Regions from separate parts of the Mus musculus genome. Here region 2 is linked to region 1. A link is a contact called in public promoter capture Hi-C data. All regions are on one chromosome and are shown on one strand. The core of a region is the stretch at or near the end of the contact, and the rest is flanking DNA. Distances in the headings are between cores, read along the strand shown. Region 1 overlaps Rapgef6 (Rap guanine nucleotide exchange factor (GEF) 6). Region 2 overlaps Slc36a1 (solute carrier family 36 (proton/amino acid symporter), member 1).

Evidence for each region. Capture Hi-C pulls out chosen DNA fragments and counts their contacts.
Region 2: a contact with region 1 is called in a promoter capture Hi-C map of adipose tissue. The contact joins two enhancer-like sites. A contact is called at or near these places in 1 of 39 promoter capture datasets (pre-B cells) and 1 of 9 other capture datasets (adipose tissue).

Annotation. Positions count from the first base shown.
Region 1 is chr11:54,689,538-54,693,627 of GRCm38.p6, reverse strand. It overlaps Rapgef6 (Rap guanine nucleotide exchange factor (GEF) 6), which reads right to left. Exons shown (of 29, transcript NM_001252494.1): 26 at 3,223-3,451; 27 at 1,888-2,390. Among named protein-coding and RNA genes, the nearest start is that of Cdc42se2, 96 kb to the left of the region's middle. Within about 2 kb of position 2,192, at least 24 of the 459 cell types and tissues checked have an H3K27ac peak or open chromatin away from gene starts, as enhancers often do. A contact at or near this core is called in adipose tissue, where this site is marked.
Region 2 is chr11:55,213,509-55,218,018 of GRCm38.p6, reverse strand. It overlaps Slc36a1 (solute carrier family 36 (proton/amino acid symporter), member 1), which reads right to left. Exons shown (of 11, transcript NM_153139.4): 2 at 3,945-4,089. The coding sequence starts at 4,084. Among named protein-coding and RNA genes, the nearest start is that of Slc36a1, 11 kb to the right of the region's middle. Within about 2 kb of position 2,913, at least 34 of the 459 cell types and tissues checked have an H3K27ac peak or open chromatin away from gene starts, as enhancers often do. A contact at or near this core is called in adipose tissue, where this site is marked.

The DNA of each region.
Region 1 (4,090 bases), core at 943-3,442:
TGGAACTCACTCTGTAGACCAGGCTGGCCTCGAACTCAGAAATCCGCCTGCCTCTGCCTCCCGAGTGCTGGGATTAAAGGCGTGTGCCACCACTGCCTGGCTTAGGGTCTTACTTCTAACTCCTGTTTTCTGATTAAAGTGTAGAAAAAAAACCCAAAGTTTAGAAAATGTGACCTTAAGAATAATGATAAAGCCGGGCGTGGTGGCGCACGCCTTTAATCCCAGCAACTTGGGAGACAGAGGCAGACAGATTTCTGAGTTCGAGGCCAGCCTGGTCTACAAAGTGAGTTCCAGGATAGCCAGGGCTATATGGAGAAACCCTGTCTCGAAAAAAACCAAAAAAAAAAAAAAAAAAAAAAAAAAAAAAAGAATAATGATAACTTTTCTTTTTGCTGAGTGTATAATAAACCCCTGGAAAGGGACTAAGCTTCAAAAAGTATCAGAACAAGGAAGAAAGGAGTGAAGCCTGTTCAACTATCTGTTGATTATACAAAGAACATCTAAGACACTGCCAACACATGAGCAGAATGGACTTAAGGAGTCACATCTACATCGCACATCACACCATCACAACAAGAGCTTTGTCCTTTGGGTTCCTAGTCTTCTACCAGTAAAACTCAAAAGTAATGTAATGTCAAGGTCAATGCAATCAATGAGCCTTCTTAGTGTAGATGAACTAACTCTTTGTGGTATCTTAAGGTCAATGTAATGTCAAGGTCAGAATAGGCCTCTGCTTTCATCTGAGGACAAGCAGACATGACTAAGTATGACAGTGGAAAAGTTGTCAAGAGAAGAGAAAAATGAAGAAGGATTTACCCATATCACCAAGAAGTGAAAGACATTAAAATTAACACTCAGAGGGACCTGTGCTTATACATTCCTAGAATCCTGAAAAGTTCTAAATAAATCCAAGATATTACAAGATTAGCACATTTGATAGTTATTTCATGTAACAGGGAAGTAGAGATATTATGTGAAAGTACTCATTTAATTCAGGGAATAAACAAATTGATGACTAAATATACTGCAAAAGCTCACTAGACAGCAACCCTCACATCAGCTGACACCTGGTGAGGTCCACAGAAATGCCTGGGGTCTCTTTCTGTCTCTGTGGTGCTGAGAGTGAGTACAGGGTCCACTCACGGGGCTAAGACCTACTGTGTCAGAGTTGGTTCAGTATCTTAGCAGGTCTCTCTGCCTGAAAAGTAAGAGGACCTGTTGTTTCTGTCATGTATACATAGCAACTGTGGACCCAACAACTTAGAGATCAATACAACAATCTTTCCTTTCCCTGCACATACTCCTAATGGCATGGAACTTTAGAAAAGGCATCGCCGAGGCTCTACCTGTGGGTCTGTGTGTTCCATGTGTATCTGATAGCAAGTATATTTTCTGTTAATATTATTGTCAATTCCCTTTTTGTTTTATAAAAACAAGGACATGCATGACAGAGAAAAACAAAACAAAACAAAACAAAACAAAACAGAACAAAACAAACAAAGCTCCGGAGAAGCCACAAATTTTGGAGCAATAAATTGTGGAAGGAAGAAAATAAGTATAGCGTCAGAGAAAGAATAAGATCTGGTAAAGAAGGCTGGTGAGATGGCTCAGCAGGTAAGAGCATGGAAGACTGCTCTTCCAAAGGTCATGAGTTCAAATCCCAGCAACCATATGGTGGCTCACAACCATCCGTAACGAGATCTGATGCCCTTTTCTGGAGTGTTTGAAGTAAGCTACACTGTACTTACATATAAATAAATAAATAAATAAATAAATAAATAGCCCATTCTTAAAAAAAAAAATCTGGTAAAGATAGCCCCGTATCTCTTTCTAGGGGGAGGGGCAAATAATGCCTCAACATCAGTGATACAAAAACCCTGCACTTACCAATCAAGCCCTTGTCTGTACTGGAAGTGACAGTTTTATAAACAGGGTCAGTGGTATCCCTGGGCTCCAAGCCATCAGGTGCCTCTGCTGGTGCACTTTCCAACACCCTCCGCTTAACTGTCCCGTAGTTTGGTTCACATGTGTCCGAGAGTGAGCTGGAGGAGGCCCAACTCTGCCTCAGCTGGTTCGTCTCTAGGCTGCCTTTGCACTGGCCACAAGTTCTTGAGCAGCCTTTAGGACAGGCACAGGGCTCACAGTCAGTGGGCTCAACTTCTGCAATAGGGTCATCTAAATGCATGTGTCTGTAAGAATTCAGGAAGTCCCAGCTTTTTTGATTTTGAAGGCTTTGGAAGTTGTCATGGGAGCTGCTGGAACAGGAAGTCCAACTGCCCCGCCCACTGTCAGCTGCTTCCAGCACAACATGCTCATGAGACATCTCTTCGCTGCTCAGAGAAGATGAGACAGCTACACCCTTGATAAGACACGGCTTTGACAGCATCCACCTGAAAGTGGGGACAAACAGATGAGCAATGAGTAATCTGGTGGTATACTGGAGACTCCTCAGCACATGGCCCCAGGACACACCTGAATCCTTAGCTAGGCAATGTTTCCTCTAAGAAATCCTGACTGACTTTAAATAAAAGTACAAGATGAAATTTGAAATTGGCATTTGACATCCTTTTTTTTGAAGGAGGGACAGACTCAATTGTGCTTTTCTTGAATGTCAATTTTTTTTTTCTTTAAGAAAACAACAGTCTCAATGTCAAAAGGCTAAACATGGGAATTCAGACCAAGGCCTGGCCCTACTCTCCTAGCTCTTGCATTGTGCTGGACAGACATGCTGGCCTGGAAGTCTGCTGTACGGTGAAATCTTTCTCCAGGAGCCACACCACTAGTAACAGCAGCAGGTGCACAGGATTCTTAGTGAGTGACGAGATACATGGCAGAAAGTAACCTGAATAAAGAGAGTTCAGGAACATACAAAAAGGGTATCTACCAGGTGGCAGCTGCAGCACATTCCTTTAATCCCAGCAGTCAAGAGGCAGAGGCAGAAGCAGGTGATCGGATCTCTGTAAGTTTGAGGACAGCCAGGGTACACAGAGAAACTCTGTCTAAAGAAACAAAAACCAAACCAAAACAATAAAAAAGGAAACCTGTGTATCTCTCAAGTAGCATGAATTTCCACACTCAGTATGTACAAAGGGCATACATGTAGCCTCACACTCTTACACAGTATGCCATAGACCTAAGCTACTGGGGGAGGGTGCAAGGCAGGCTCTCAATGCTGCATACTGGTTCTGTTTTGGAGGCAAGAGCACAGACATGGATGTTTACCCGTGAGCAAGCTGACTGTGGTCTGAGATCCCGGAAGGGTGATCTGTCTTTTCCAATGCCCCTGTGGGCTCAGGAACTGCCAGACTGTGGGAGGAACAGCGTTCATCCTGCCCAGCTGCAGACATGGAGTCAACAGAACCATTGCTCACAATGCTGGACCGAGAGGAGATTTCACTGTGGCTGGAGTCAGACAAGTTGTCACATTTACTTGATGGTGTGAGTGTATAACCTGAATGAGAAGAGAACACCCATCAAACTTCAAAAAAGGGGACAAACAGGGGCAGCCGTGTGAGACCAAGAAAAAAAATGAAGGAAAACAAACAACAAACAAACAAACCCAAAGTAGGAGGGAATGCCAGGATGCATGCCTGAGGCTGTAAGGATGGCAATTTCTCCATTCCTTTCCCCATATAGCCAATTCACCCACCACCTACAACCACATCCACAGAACTCCACATTGCAGAAAAACGTCAAAATCTAGTATTACTGTCCCAGAATCACATACTTTCTCAAATTTTCAGTAAAACAAGAACAATAAATATGTTATAAACATTAACAAGTACACATACTTCAGTTTTCAACCTCATTCATTTTAACTCTATATCCCCTTCTTTGACATGAAATATTTCATGGCCCACCCTAAGGAAGCAACACGCAGGCTCAAAGAACTGTACTTGGAAATCTTCAAAGTGCATTCACTTACCTCAGATAGTCTTTTCCCAAACATAAGACCACTATTTCAATCAATTATTTGTGGTGATTCTAAGAATACAATTCAGGTATTCTTGCACAGGTTGGGCAAAGGCTCTACCAGTGAGAGCTCCAGGTGATTTTGTGTGCATGCAAATTACTGGTATATGTCTATGTT
Region 2 (4,510 bases), core at 1,664-4,163, 520 kb before region 1:
ACGAAACAGCTCGTCACTCAGCCTTCGGTCACTCAGGACTTGACCCTGCGCACAAAGATCCCTCAAGACTGGCACTTGCATGCAAATCTACATTTGGCAGAAGTCAAACGCCCACAACACTTGCGGCCCACAAAGGCCCTTCCCTCAGGTCCACCAGGAAGGAGATCTGATTTACCTGCCATCCTGGTATCTACCTGCCATTCTGGCACCTACCATCAGGAAAAGGCCTTTGCCTCCCAGGAGAGATGTGCTCCCTTGTGCAACTCTGAGGCCACACAGTCCAAAGGCATTACAGGCAGCTAGTGGCCAGGAGATAACGGGCCTGTTAAATCTCTATCTTGTCAAACAAATGTTTAACCCACTTCAGTGCAAAGGTAAATCTGTACCACACCCTCCCACTTCTCTGAAACCTCCCCCAGAATGCCTCTGTGCTGGGCTTCCTGGCCCTGACTACTGTCATTTGGCATGACCATCCCTTCTGTTCTAGGACCTGCCCGCTCATCTGTACTGTGCAGTAACTGTGGAGTGCTCTCGGAGGTCAGAAGAGAGTGTCAGGTTGCCTGGGACTGACTGGAGTTATGGACGGTTGAGCCATCATGTGGATGCCGAGTACCAAAGCTGGGTCCTCTGGAAGAACAGCAATCATCTAGATCTCCGGCCCCTCGTTTAAAAAAAAAATATGTCTGTGTGTGTGCACGTGTGCATGAGTGAGGGTGCCCTCAAATACCAGGAAAGGGTATGGGATCCCCTAAAGCTGGAGTTACAGGTAGCTGTGAACAGCCCACTGTGGGTGCTGAGACCAGAACTCAGGCCCTCTGCAAGGGCAGCGAATGCTCTTAACCACTGAGCCAGCGTTCCAGCATCACGTCCCCCACGGCTGTTTAAAATATCTCCTAAACGTCTCATCTGACAGAAGACAGCTGGGTGTCTGTTTCAATGTCTATATGTCGCGTTGCTTTGGAGCGAGTCTAGGAGAGACTGTGTTCTCCCTAGTCGTACAGCCGGAAAAGGAAGGGACATCTTAAACGCCTCTTCAACCGTGACAGTTCTTCTGACACTGCTCCAAAATGAGATGCTGCTGCGTGGAAGCTGAGCCTCCCACAGTCTGTTTCCTTAACCCACTGTTGCTGCTGCTGTCTTCAGGGACCTTTCTATCATGCAAGATTTCCTAACATACATGGAGTTTCCTGGCTCCTAAGGCATGCGCTCACCTAGGTCCTTATATAAGCTCAAAACCTTGCTTCCGAAGGTTCCCCTGGACCTCTTGGGGATGATCTCACAGTGCCAGCTGGATACCAGGGTGACTTGGGCACTCTGCTTGTTTGTATTTTTCTTATTTTGTTTGAAAGCTCACAGTTCATGGGAGCCACAAGAACATTGCTGGTGTTTTTTTTTTTTTTCTTGAGTTAATGGGTTCATTTCATTTTCAAAGAAAATGCTAAATACTTGGGTCTGAAAAACCTAGTTAGCTGGTTGTTCTCTCTAGTAAAATAAACTATTCCTATGGGGTAGGGGGAGAAAAAAAACCCAATTAGTTCAGTTGACAACTGGTATCTGGTAATTTTTTATTTAGACTACTAAAAGCCCCGTTGCTAAAGGTTGCAGCTTAATAAGAGTTAATGACCTCTCTCTCTTGTCAAGAATTTTTTGTTGGTCATTGGAGACAGGGCCTCAGGCATCCCAGGCTGTTCTTGAACTCCCTGTGTAGTCCAGGATGACCTTGAGACTTCTGATCCTCCTGCCTCCACCTCCCACGTGCCACCTCACCGAATTTATGTGTTTCTGGGAACAAGACCAGGGCATAGTACATGCTAGGCAAGCACTTTGCCACCCAGGCTGCATGCAGCCCCAGCCCTGTCAAACTGTCCTTTTCCTTCTACCCACATGTGTCTCAGACAATGTGGTATGTGTGTTGGGGCGGGGGGGGGGGGGGAGGGGGAAAGTGTGAGTGGGGGAAACTGTAGACGCACACTGCCCTGCATCTTTGTGCACATGTGAAGAGAGTGACAGGCAAACAGCACCTTGGCACTTGGAGGAAGGGACTTGGTCTAGGAACCCCGAAGCTCTGCAGGCCGTATCTGGCTGTTCTGAGGCATCAGACGCCAGCGGGTAGCTGATGCCCCAGTCTGCTGACCTTTGGAAGCACTGCTGAGGTGGGATAGAGAGATGTTCCTAACTACTCAATAGGGCAAGAAAGAAAATGTGCCCTACAGTATAAACGGCCCTACTGTGTGTAAACCGCCCTCCGGTGTTAACAGAGGCTGCTGCCAATACTGTCAATGGCTCTACGGCACCAACTGTTAGCTGAAAATCACTATTACCCTGCCACAGAAATGTCTACAGTTCCTATTTGCACTCACTATTTTGGGCTTTTAACTGAGCCTTTAACTTCTAGAAGAGTCAGGTGTGGTTAAGCAGCTCTTCCAAGGTACTTTGCTCCTTAATAAAGTAGATAACAGGAAGGATAAAGGCTTCCAATCATGTCCCTCACAATACCTGAGAGAGATTAACAAGGGTCCCTAATCAGCCTTGGCCCACCCGGCATGTTTCCAGAATAAAAGCCTGGGTAGAGCCTGTCCCCAGGCTGGAGGGACCAATGCTCCAAGACCCCAATGAATACTCTGCCCTGTATCTTGGGAAATGTCCTAATAGAAGTCGAAAGAGGGAACTGTCTGCTCAGCATGATTTCCAAGAAACCAGGGGAAGTGATAAAGGCGACCTTGAGGACAGCCCAGGCATGTATCCTTGGATGGCTGACCTAGAGCAGCCATTCTGTTCTTGACTAGCTAGCTGGACTTGACTTTCAGAGAAGTCTCTACAAAAGTGAAAAATTCAGACTGTGCACAGAAAGCACTGTGCAAACAAGCTGACAATTGGAAGTATTTCACAAGCCCTCAAGAGACCTCCTTCTCCACACTGATTGGACAGATGAAATCAGAGGGAAGACAGGAAGGGTGTCCTGGCTGCCAACAGCTGTATCATACACAAGCAATCTTCTTCCCCAGCTGAATTTGCAAGTAAGTCGGGAATCTGTAACAATGGGCTGTATGGGGCATAAGCTAAAAAGCCAGAATCTTTGTGCTAATGGTGGCAAGGAGCCACTCATGTGCACACACCATTTTCTACACCCACCTCAGTTCACAGGGGAAAACACCCTCCCAGGAAAAGATGCAGAGAGAACACCCCACACATCCCCTTGAGCTGCCACAGTCTCTTTAAGCAGTCATGGAGCGTAGAGGCATGAGGCACTAAGACACAGAGCCATCCTCAGTAAGTCACACCCAGCCACAAGGGACACTAGAAGGATGACAGCTGAGATTGGGGATAAATGATAGGACCGCCAAGGACAGGGACCTGGGACCTTGACAAAGGCCAGGGGCATGCTGGGAAACTCAGAACAGAACCCCATCCTCTGAAGTTTCCTCACACAGCCAGCCCAGTTTCCCAGTAGGCTTCTCAACTGGTTCTTATATCAGGAGAAACTGTGAACCAGAGAGCCAAACGTGGCCCAGATGAGACTGGGGTTTCAGGTGCCAGGTACAAGACTGCAGCCCCCTTAAGGAAAGTGGATCTCTCTTCTACCAACTCTGGAGGGTTCTTAAATACAGCTGCCACTCCCTCCCGCCAAGTGCCGGGATTGGAGTCCCAGGAGGCTCTGCCAAGGAGGCGCTAATGGGGCCAGGAGGCATCTGACACTTGGTTCTTGCCCAAGACATTATTTCTCACGCAGATTTTAAGTACAAGCTCTTCACCAGCCTTTGGGAACTAACAAGAAATAAGCAATGACTAGGGAGGGGCAGAGTCCCTTGCTGGCCCTGCCTATGGATAGCCTACTTTCCTCTGTCAAGCAGAGTGTAAAATGGGAAGGTGGAGGCACCAGTTGTTCCAAGGGAGACTTGGGGACAGGAAAGCCCACTCCATGGCAGAAGGTCACAAATACTCACGTCATGCTACTGTTCTCTCCTAAGCGTTGGTAGGAGCCGGGGGAGAAGCTGCCAAGGCCTTCAGATGGGCTCTCCTCGGGGCTCACGTCTGTGGAACTGTAGTCATGATAGTCTTCGTTCCGAAGCCTCTGTGTGGACATGGTAGCTGGGGGAACAGAGGCAGTGCTAAGATCTCCAGTAGATGGGGCCTTCAGCTCCAATTGTGGAGTGGGCTCAGAAACAGAGGCAGACATTGTCACAGCTGCTCCCGGTGACAGATGTACTATGGAGTGAGTCTGACTAGAGTGCCCAGTACCAGTCAAGGAGGATGCAAGAGGCACGAAGTCCACGGGCAGGCTGGGCCTGCTCACCCTCTGCCTCCCCACCTTCCCACTGGGTGCCCTGCTCATAAATTTCTAAATTCATTCCAGGGCACCTGGGCAACACACGTGTGAAGTAATTCTGGGTAGGGCAGGGTAGTGCAAGTGTACACTTCCAGGAAGCCTTCCCTAGTCTTCTGGTTGAGTTCACCCCCACCCTCCTCTGAGCTTATTATCTCTTGGACCTCAAACAGTAGTTAAATCACC